Linked DNA regions of Mus musculus: all the other regions are linked to region 1. A link is a contact called in public promoter capture Hi-C data. All regions are on one chromosome and are shown on one strand. The core of a region is the stretch at or near the end of the contact, and the rest is flanking DNA. Distances in the headings are between cores, read along the strand shown. Region 1 holds the start of Tspyl4 (TSPY-like 4). Region 2 holds the start of Hey2 (hairy/enhancer-of-split related with YRPW motif 2). Region 3 holds the start of Echdc1 (enoyl Coenzyme A hydratase domain containing 1).

What was found. Promoter capture Hi-C pulls out the DNA fragments that hold promoters and counts their contacts.
Region 2: a promoter capture Hi-C map of pre-B cells shows a contact between it and region 1. The contact joins the promoter of Hey2 here to the promoter of Tspyl4 in region 1. A contact is called at or near these places in 2 of 39 promoter capture datasets (cranial neural crest and pre-B cells).
Region 3: a contact with region 1 is called in a promoter capture Hi-C map of pre-B cells. The contact joins the promoter of Echdc1 here to the promoter of Tspyl4 in region 1. A contact is called at or near these places in 1 of 39 promoter capture datasets (pre-B cells) and 1 of 484 Hi-C or Micro-C datasets (B cells).

Annotation. Positions count from the first base shown.
Region 1 is chr10:34,296,097-34,298,796 of GRCm38.p6, forward strand. Tspyl4 (TSPY-like 4) reads left to right here and starts at 1,325. Exons shown (of 1, transcript NM_030203.2): 1 at 1,325-2,700. The coding sequence starts at 1,418. The coding sequence ends at 2,638. Gm26564 (a long non-coding RNA gene) reads right to left here and starts at 1,328. Exons shown (of 5, transcript XR_871568.2): 1 at 1,247-1,328.
Region 2 is chr10:30,841,369-30,844,068 of GRCm38.p6, forward strand. It overlaps Hey2 (hairy/enhancer-of-split related with YRPW motif 2), which reads right to left and starts at 1,415. Exons shown (of 5, transcript NM_013904.1): 1 at 1,198-1,415. The coding sequence starts at 1,280.
Region 3 is chr10:29,312,149-29,314,848 of GRCm38.p6, forward strand. It overlaps Echdc1 (enoyl Coenzyme A hydratase domain containing 1), which reads left to right and starts at 1,352. Exons shown (of 6, transcript NM_025855.4): 1 at 1,352-1,585. The coding sequence starts at 1,519. Gm46218 (a long non-coding RNA gene) reads right to left here and starts at 1,269. Exons shown (of 2, transcript XR_001779751.2): 1 at 1,089-1,269.

The sequences.
Region 1 (2,700 bases), core at 75-2,574:
TGGGAGATAGGGCTAGGAAGAGGCAGGCCAGCCTGGACAACTGTCTTTGAGTGAGAACACTCACCTTTGGCATAGAAAGAAAGAAAAAAATCAAGCTGCATGATATGCCATGTGTTGTTCTCACCACCTCAGAGTCTTAGGCGAACCAGGAGCCATTATTTCCCTCATTAGAGTTCTTAGGGTAATGTTTTTTGTTTTTGTTTTTTTTCTTTAAACCCCTATTCAAAGACTCTTACTGTAGTGTAACCATATTCTGGGAGGAATCAATTTCCCAGGGCAAAGAACTCTAAAGCTTTGTTCTAATAGAAATTCAAACATTAAATATGCAAAATTTAAGTTTCTGTTTTTTTCTATCCCTTAAGGATTAACATCCGAATTCTCAGACTTTAGCAAACTGAGAGACCGTGGTGATTAAATACATAAATAGCTTTTATTTATTTAAATAAATGATTGAGTAAATAAATAAATACATTTTCTAAATTGACTTGAATGAATGACCCTTCTTTTTTAAAGTAGATTATTTTAAAGACACAGTTGCTTAAGTGTGTGAAAAACCCTGATTGATTCTACCTTCACAAAGGCAAATTTGGGCAAATGTTAGTTGGCTCCATACCCACAGGCATGAAGCAGAACCTAAGATCATAAACCAAGGCAAAGGAGGATTAATGTGTATCGTTTTAGAAATTGAATCCTCTGAGGTTACATTTCCTTCACTAATTCTCAGGGGCTAACTGTGTATATGGCATGCGTTGTGGCCACCTGTAAATAAGGCGCGGTTTACTATTTATTTAAAAGTGAAGAAATATCCAATTGCTTTGTAAATGTCGGCCAATGTATACAAACATCAAAATCTCTGCAGAAATCGAAATTAACCTTAGGAATGTCTTGTTTGCTTGAAAGTAAAAACAACGACGACACTTTTTGCCCCCTAAATCTGATTCTGCGCAGCTCCTCAGTAGCCGCTATGAATCGAATCTGTGTCCGAAATAAGGAGGGCCTGTGAGCTGGTGAATTCGCTTCTCTATTCCTGGGAAGCATGAATAAAATCTGACTTTATTAGACAATAGGTTCTATTTTAAAATTTATTTTGAGACATGGTTTAGATACTGTCGAAATTAATTAGAGACTTACGAATAGACGTAAAATATAATTCGACATCCATTTATGTACTCAATTTCCCAGATGAGATTAAATTTACAGCATCATTTAAAAAGACAAAAAGAACACACTTGATCGACAAAATTACCTGGATTGCCAGTTCTCGCGCTACGGTTAGTTGCAGCTGGTATCCTGACGTCACAGGTTGCCATGGTAGCACCAGCCCAGAAGGAAAAGGGGTGGAGCTAAGCACTCACTGCGGTTTTGCGCTGCGTCTGCAGAGGACAAGGAAAGCTCTGCAGGGCTGTCAGCTGCCAAAATGAACGGCGTGGAAGGGAACAACGAGCTATCTCTCGCTAACACCACGACCCCCTCCCATGCCTCCGAAGATCTGGATCTGAAGCAGGACCAGGGGCTCCAAGAGGAAACCGACACAGTGCGGGAGATGGAGGCTGCAGGTGAGGCCGGTGCGGATGGAGGCGCGTCTCCGGATTCCGAGCACTGCGGCCCCGAGCTCTGCTTCCGAGTGGCTGAGAATAGTTGTGCTGCGGCAGCGAGAGGTCTGGAGGATGCTCCGTCTCCATCAAAGGGCGGGGACGCACCCTCAGCCCCTGTGGCAGCCGACGACAGCAGTAAAAATGGCTGTCAGCTTGAAGGGCCTCACAGCCCTGCTAAACCGAAAGCCCTGGAAGCCTGTGGTGCGGTGGGCCTGGGGTCTCAGCAGATGCCGGGGCCGAAGAAGACCAAGGAAATGACGACTACCAAGTGCGCCATCTCTGTGGCCACCGGCAAGGAGGGAGAAGCAGGAGCGGCAATGCAGGAAAAGAAGGGGTTACAGAAGGAAAAAAAGGTAGCTGGAGGAGGGAAAGAGGAGACTCGACCCAGAGCTCCGAAGATCAATTGCATGGACTCGCTGGAGGCCATCGATCAAGAGCTGTCAAATGTAAATGCGCAGGCTGACAGGGCCTTCCTCCAGCTGGAACGCAAATTTGGGCGGATGAGAAGGCTCCACATGCAGCGCAGAAGTTTCATCATCCAAAACATCCCAGGTTTCTGGGTCACCGCTTTTCGGAACCACCCCCAGCTGTCACCAATGATTAGTGGCCAAGATGAAGACATGATGAGGTACATGATCAATTTAGAGGTGGAGGAGCTTAAGCAGCCAAGAGTAGGGTGCAAATTTAAGTTCATCTTTCAAAGCAACCCCTACTTTCGAAATGAGGGGCTGGTCAAAGAATATGAGCGCAGATCCTCAGGTCGAGTGGTGTCACTCTCTACGCCAATCCGCTGGCACCGGGGTCAGGAACCCCAGGCCCACATCCACAGGAATAGGGAGGGGAACACGATTCCCAGTTTCTTCAACTGGTTCTCAGACCACAGCCTCCTAGAATTCGACAGAATAGCTGAAATTATCAAAGGGGAGCTGTGGTCCAATCCCCTACAATACTATCTGATGGGCGATGGGCCACGCCGTGGAGTTCGAGTCCCACCAAGGCAGCCAGTGGAGAGTCCCAGGTCCTTCAGGTTCCAGTCTGGCTAAGCTCTGCCCTCGTGAGAAGCTCTTGCAGAGGAGTCCTTACCACCTCCTCAGCTTGGCCAGCA
Region 2 (2,700 bases), core at 165-2,664, 3.5 Mb before region 1:
GTTTTGCATATTGATCCTCTAAAAGAATATCCTAACCATATCATTGGGTGGAAAGTTGAAATTTAGTTTTTGCACTTTTCATGCTTTAACTTTGAAAATGAAACTGTGCCACCAGCCTTAAAACCAAGCTGATATCTCGAGAAGCTGCAATTCACCTTGAGTTTACTAAAAGGTATTTTTAGACTGCAAGGTTCAATCAAGTGATTATTTGGTGGTGTAGTTGGTCCATTAATGTATACTCTCCTAGGACTTTCTGTCACTTTGAAATTCACAGGTACTATGCTTCTTTAGTGTCTTAAACTCTCCAGGTCCTCTCTAGTTTTGAGAAGTTCTATTACCACCCCTTCGGCTCACTTCTGGGTCTTAATTCGAAATCAACTGACTCCTTCCTCACCCCTTCTAGTGACAGCCTACGGTTTCATTTTTTTTTTTAATACTTTAACAATGAGAGAGTTGGTAAACTGTCTCATAAGCATCGTTTTTGCTTTAGCTATTTTTCCGGCTTTGATTTCTACGTCTTAAAATAAGCCCGTGAAATAAATCCAGTTTTCTATATGCGGGAAGGATTTCACTCTTTGAGTGACAGCTGCAAATAAATAAATAAGGTGCTTCTGGGCAAGCCAATTAGAAGCAATTATCATTTGACCCCCCCCCGCCTCTAAAATGGTTGGGTAATCTTGCTGTCACAGGAAACAGGAGGTCTGTCTTCTGTGATCAGAACCTTGATCTCCTGGAGACTAAAGGACAAGCAGGCAAAGCAATGCTGTCTCATCTGCTCCTTATATCTGTCACTCATGGGTGGGTCAGCCAGATCACCCTCTGTCGACCTGCGCAGCTCAGCCTGTTTAGCTCAGATGCTTTACCTCCTCAAAAACTCAAGTCGCGATCCCAGTTTCTCTCAAAACAGAAATCCAGTTGTTTTTCTTTTCTCCTGACCTATTTTGGAACTGTCCCTAAATACAGTTCCAGTACCGGGGGCGTCGCCCGGACGTGCCAGTATGCGTGTCCTGTGCTGACAGCCCTGGACCCTCCCTCGCCATCTCCTGCACGCTCCAGTCCAGCTCCCTTCCAGTCGCTCCCACGCCTAGTGTGAACTCCATCTCTCGCCCCACCCGACTCTAGCACCCGCTTCCCGGGGAAAACGGTCTCCTCTCCACCCGAAGCTCCCCGGACACCCTCCCGCTTTTCCGCGCTCACCCAGGGTAATTGTTCTCGCTCCCCACGTCGATGGTCTCGTCCAGGTCGCTTTCGGAGGTCGTTTCCTCACAAGGGCGCTTCATCGCGACGAAGGAGGAGCAGCTACTGTCGCCTAGCGGAACGCAGCGCGCTCCCCGCGGGCTTCCTCCCTCCCTCCCTGCCCGGCTTCTGCAGGCGCCGCTCCCTCGGCGGCGCGGTCGGCTCCTGGAGGTTCTTTCCCACGCTGCAGCCCAGCCAGGGCGCAAGACCCGGTACTGGCCACGCCCCCCAGCGCGGGCGGGGCCCCTCCGCTTCTTCGTGTGCCCGCCCTGGCCACTCTCCAGGCCCCGCCTCCCTGGGACGGTGTGGCTTTCTATTGGTTAATATGGAGGGGCGGACCCGCGCTGGCCAATGGCTGCCGAGAGGCGTTGGCAGAGGCGTGGGAATGCCACCGCGCACCTGGGAGCCGGGAGTGGAGCGCTGGGGTTGACCGCCGGCGGCGGGAGCGGGCGCAGGCGCGAGAGCGCATGGGGCGGGCGTGTCGGGCGAGGGCTCCTGGGTTTTGGGCCATCACCTGCAAGCCGTGATCTCTCCCGCCGAGTTTCTACCCTCGGTTTAAAGAATAACCGCTAGCGCGTGGCTGAGTGCGAGTGAGCGTGTGTGACGTCTAGGGTGGGAGTGCTAGGCTCGGCGACCCACCCCTCTGGGCTGTCCCTCTTCTGGATCAAGCTGCTGAGTGGCTGACCGGAGCGGTCATGTTGACCCTCAGGGGATTTTGAAAGCTTTAAGTCAAAGTTTTTTTTTTTTTTTTTTCACCCTGCCAGCTCCCCAGCCTCTAGGTTGTGGTCAGATAAAGGACGCCCGCTCACCGGTCCAGGTGCCTAACTGCAGGAGGTTGTCCCCGTGCATTGTTGGATTAGTCACCTCTGGTTACTTCCTTTGTATCTCTGGACACAGAAACTGGAGGGAGGGGGTGTAACTATCTCGGTAAATGGCAGGCTTGAGTGGTCTTCCTACTGATGGGAAGAGGGATTGTAGGACACAAATCTGAGTAGGTTTTCGAGTTCAAAGTTCTCGGATTTGGATTATCCAAATTAAATGTCCCAGTCATCCCTCCAGTTTCTCCGGTGTGTGCAGCCACGGAGTTCTTTAGCATCCGGGGAGAGGATTTGTATTTACTTGTACACTGTATTTGTTTTGTAAAGTTTGCCCAGATCGCTAGTTCTTAGTGCACGTACAGCATGGATTGTGTAAACTCCAGGTGTGGTGTTCAGACTCCGTTTTTAAGTCTCTGTCTCTCTCTGCATACTGTGGGGATTTTTTAGCAGGCTCTGCCGACTTTTCCGCGCGCTCAGGAAGTGAGCAAGACAGTCTCGGGGAGTCTGGCGTGAGCTAGACCATCTGGCGCTGTAGCGCTGGGTGGGTTAGTGGAGGTCTAGAGACTCCACATGGTGCTCTTTGTGCTTGGTGGAAAAAGGCCTTTGAGAAAAGAAGACATCCATCAATCACCGAGACCCTCCACCT
Region 3 (2,700 bases), core at 102-2,601, 5.0 Mb before region 1:
TCCAGGGTCACATGATAATTTATCTTGGACCATCATTAGCTTAATAGTCATTTGCTACCACCTCTCTGTGACCTAACAATTTAATGGTCCCTGGGTAAGTCTTTTGGAACAGACAAACTAATAGCTTCCACCAGTAGAACTGCTAAGGATGCGGTCAACTATAATTTGAGAGCTACAGATTCTGAGACCTAAGATCTGAGACTTAAAATCTCCTTGTTCCTTTCACCCCATGCTTTCACATTCCCATCAGTGTATTTGGAAAATAATTTTTGTTGGTCTGTTACCCTAACACCTTCATATTGGAACAAAGAACTGGGGATAACCCAAACCTCACTTATATTTGGCTTTAGAATAAACTCTCTGCCTTTTGAAAAATACTAGAATTAAACACTTCTAGTAACGATTTCTTCCTACCAGTTCAGCTAACCTAGGCTTATTAATTCTTCCTTATTAAACACACCTTTGTATTATAAACTGGTCACCATTTCTGCCCTACTGCTTTGCCACATTATATCCATCCCACCAGAAAACATGTTTTTATTTCTTTGATCATTATGTATGATAACTGCAGAAGTCTATGAACACCAGAGTGCCATCCAAAGCAAGGTACAGAGCTGACAAAACTGACCCCCTCTGGACACCCATCTTTCTTTTCTCCCCTTTCCTTCCGTTTTTAAAAACAAAAACATTTTGCTTCGAGTCTTTAAAGAGCACATGACATAGTCGTGTCACAAAACCTGCTAAGTATTTTTTGACAAACGATAAAATACTGCCCCCAGCAGCTCTTAAATCCAAGAAGGCTCAGCGCTCTTTAACTTTCTCTCGCCTTCTTGTCTTATCGTTCCCTTTTTTCATTTGCAGCCAATTGGGGTACGAAGTATTTGGGTGGCCTCCTTTCCCTTGTCTGAACCCTAAACCAAGGAGATGTCAACCACGGAAAAAAACCTGAGCTCCCTGCTCTAGCTTACAGCAGTTGAGGTGAAAGTTCCAGACATGAAGAGTCTGATGGGGAGGGGCGGGACTTCCGGGTCGCCAGAGTTCCTTCAGCTAACTCAGGAGCTCTGGCCAAAGGATCCCGGGGAGCATACCAGGAGCGGAAACAGGCCCGGAGCGGTGTGGAAGCCGGAAGAGGCTCGCGCGCAGCGGAAGGTGGGGTGCGGGAAGAGGGTCTCAGGACACGGAAGCGCAAGTCAGAGCCAGGGGCTGCGGGCCGGCGGTAAGGCTGCGGCCAAGTGACAGGCCGCGGAGATGTCCCCTCCCCCTCGCCCCCTCGCCCCCCGCACCCTGGCCAGCGCGCTGTGGCGTGATTGGGTGGCGCGCCTTTGCGGGCCAATGCAGAGCGAGGGGGCGCGCGGCTGCGCACACGCTCACCGCGCAGGCGCACTGCCCTCTGCTGGCTCTGCACCGCAGCGCAGGCGCCGCCGCGCAGGTGGGCTCGTGAGTTCCTGCAGGTCTCTGGGAAATCCTGAGGCGTTGCAGAGAACGTGGGAAAATCCGCTAAATTGGCAGTTTCAAAGGATGAGAAGGTGTGAGGTCAATTCTAAGCCGATTTCTGAATATTTTGGAATCCCTTGTGAGAACCGAGGTAATGTTCCGTGGGATCTCTACCTGTGAGCTAAATGATCTTGCTTATTTCAAACTTTTCCTACATCTTTGTTTCGTGAAGCCAACTTTTTCAACAAGAAGAGCAACCCAACTTTGATGGGAGCAATTAAAGTTATCCTATTCTGTCTCCACTTTTATCAAATCTCAAGGAGTTATGAACACCTCACTAAGGACATCACCACACGTTAGCATTTCTTAATTTCCTAACTTCCACATCGGATTCTCTAACTTGTTATTGTTTCTTGTTCTCCGTGCTAGAGATGTGACCAAGACTGATCAAAGAGTTAGTTTGAAGAAATAGCTCCCTCATAGGAGCCTGACAGGTTAAAAAAAAAAAAAAAAAAGTGAAATCTTGGGGAGGGAAGAGGAAGATGGCAACAAGACAGGCTTGTTTTGTTTGTCTTTTTGACTTGAAAACCAATTAGTTGACAGCTAGCTGAGGCGCAAAGAGGATGTGCAACAAAGTGAATTAGAAGAAACCAGCTAGATGGTGAACTAGCCATGTGTTTTAAGAAAAATCTTGGAAATCCCCGTTTGCCAGGGACTGTTCTCAACACTTCGGATGCCTTCTTGGAAACTAAATTTACTAGGACGACTTGTCAGAACTAGAAGTTAATGATAGTGTTTGATGTGACCACAGCTGTTGGTAGTGGAGATGGATTTTATGTAGTCTGGGAACTTAGAGAAGATAACTTGAAATTACTGTCAGGAAAAAAAAAAAAAACAAAAAACAACCCTGTAACAGTATATGTGCTAAGATTTGGGATGACAAAAATCAATATTTGAGGAAATAAAAGTTCTTTTCTTTGGTTTGTGTGGGGAGAGGTGTAGGTGGTGTGTAATGTGAAAACTTGAGAAACAGGTTATATATTTCATTCAAAAGTACCTTATGATTTTTCTTTGTTTACTTATGCTAATTGTTTTAAATATGGAATTATGTTAGTTTTCTAGTATAATTTAAGGACTTTTAATGGAAGAACTAGCATGTAGAATTGGAGAGGGAAACCTTTGGTCCCAGATGGCCAGAGGTGCTTTGCAGTGGCTTGGCAGTGAGCATGTTCACCTGGAATGGTCTGTTTCCTGATAGAACAGCTG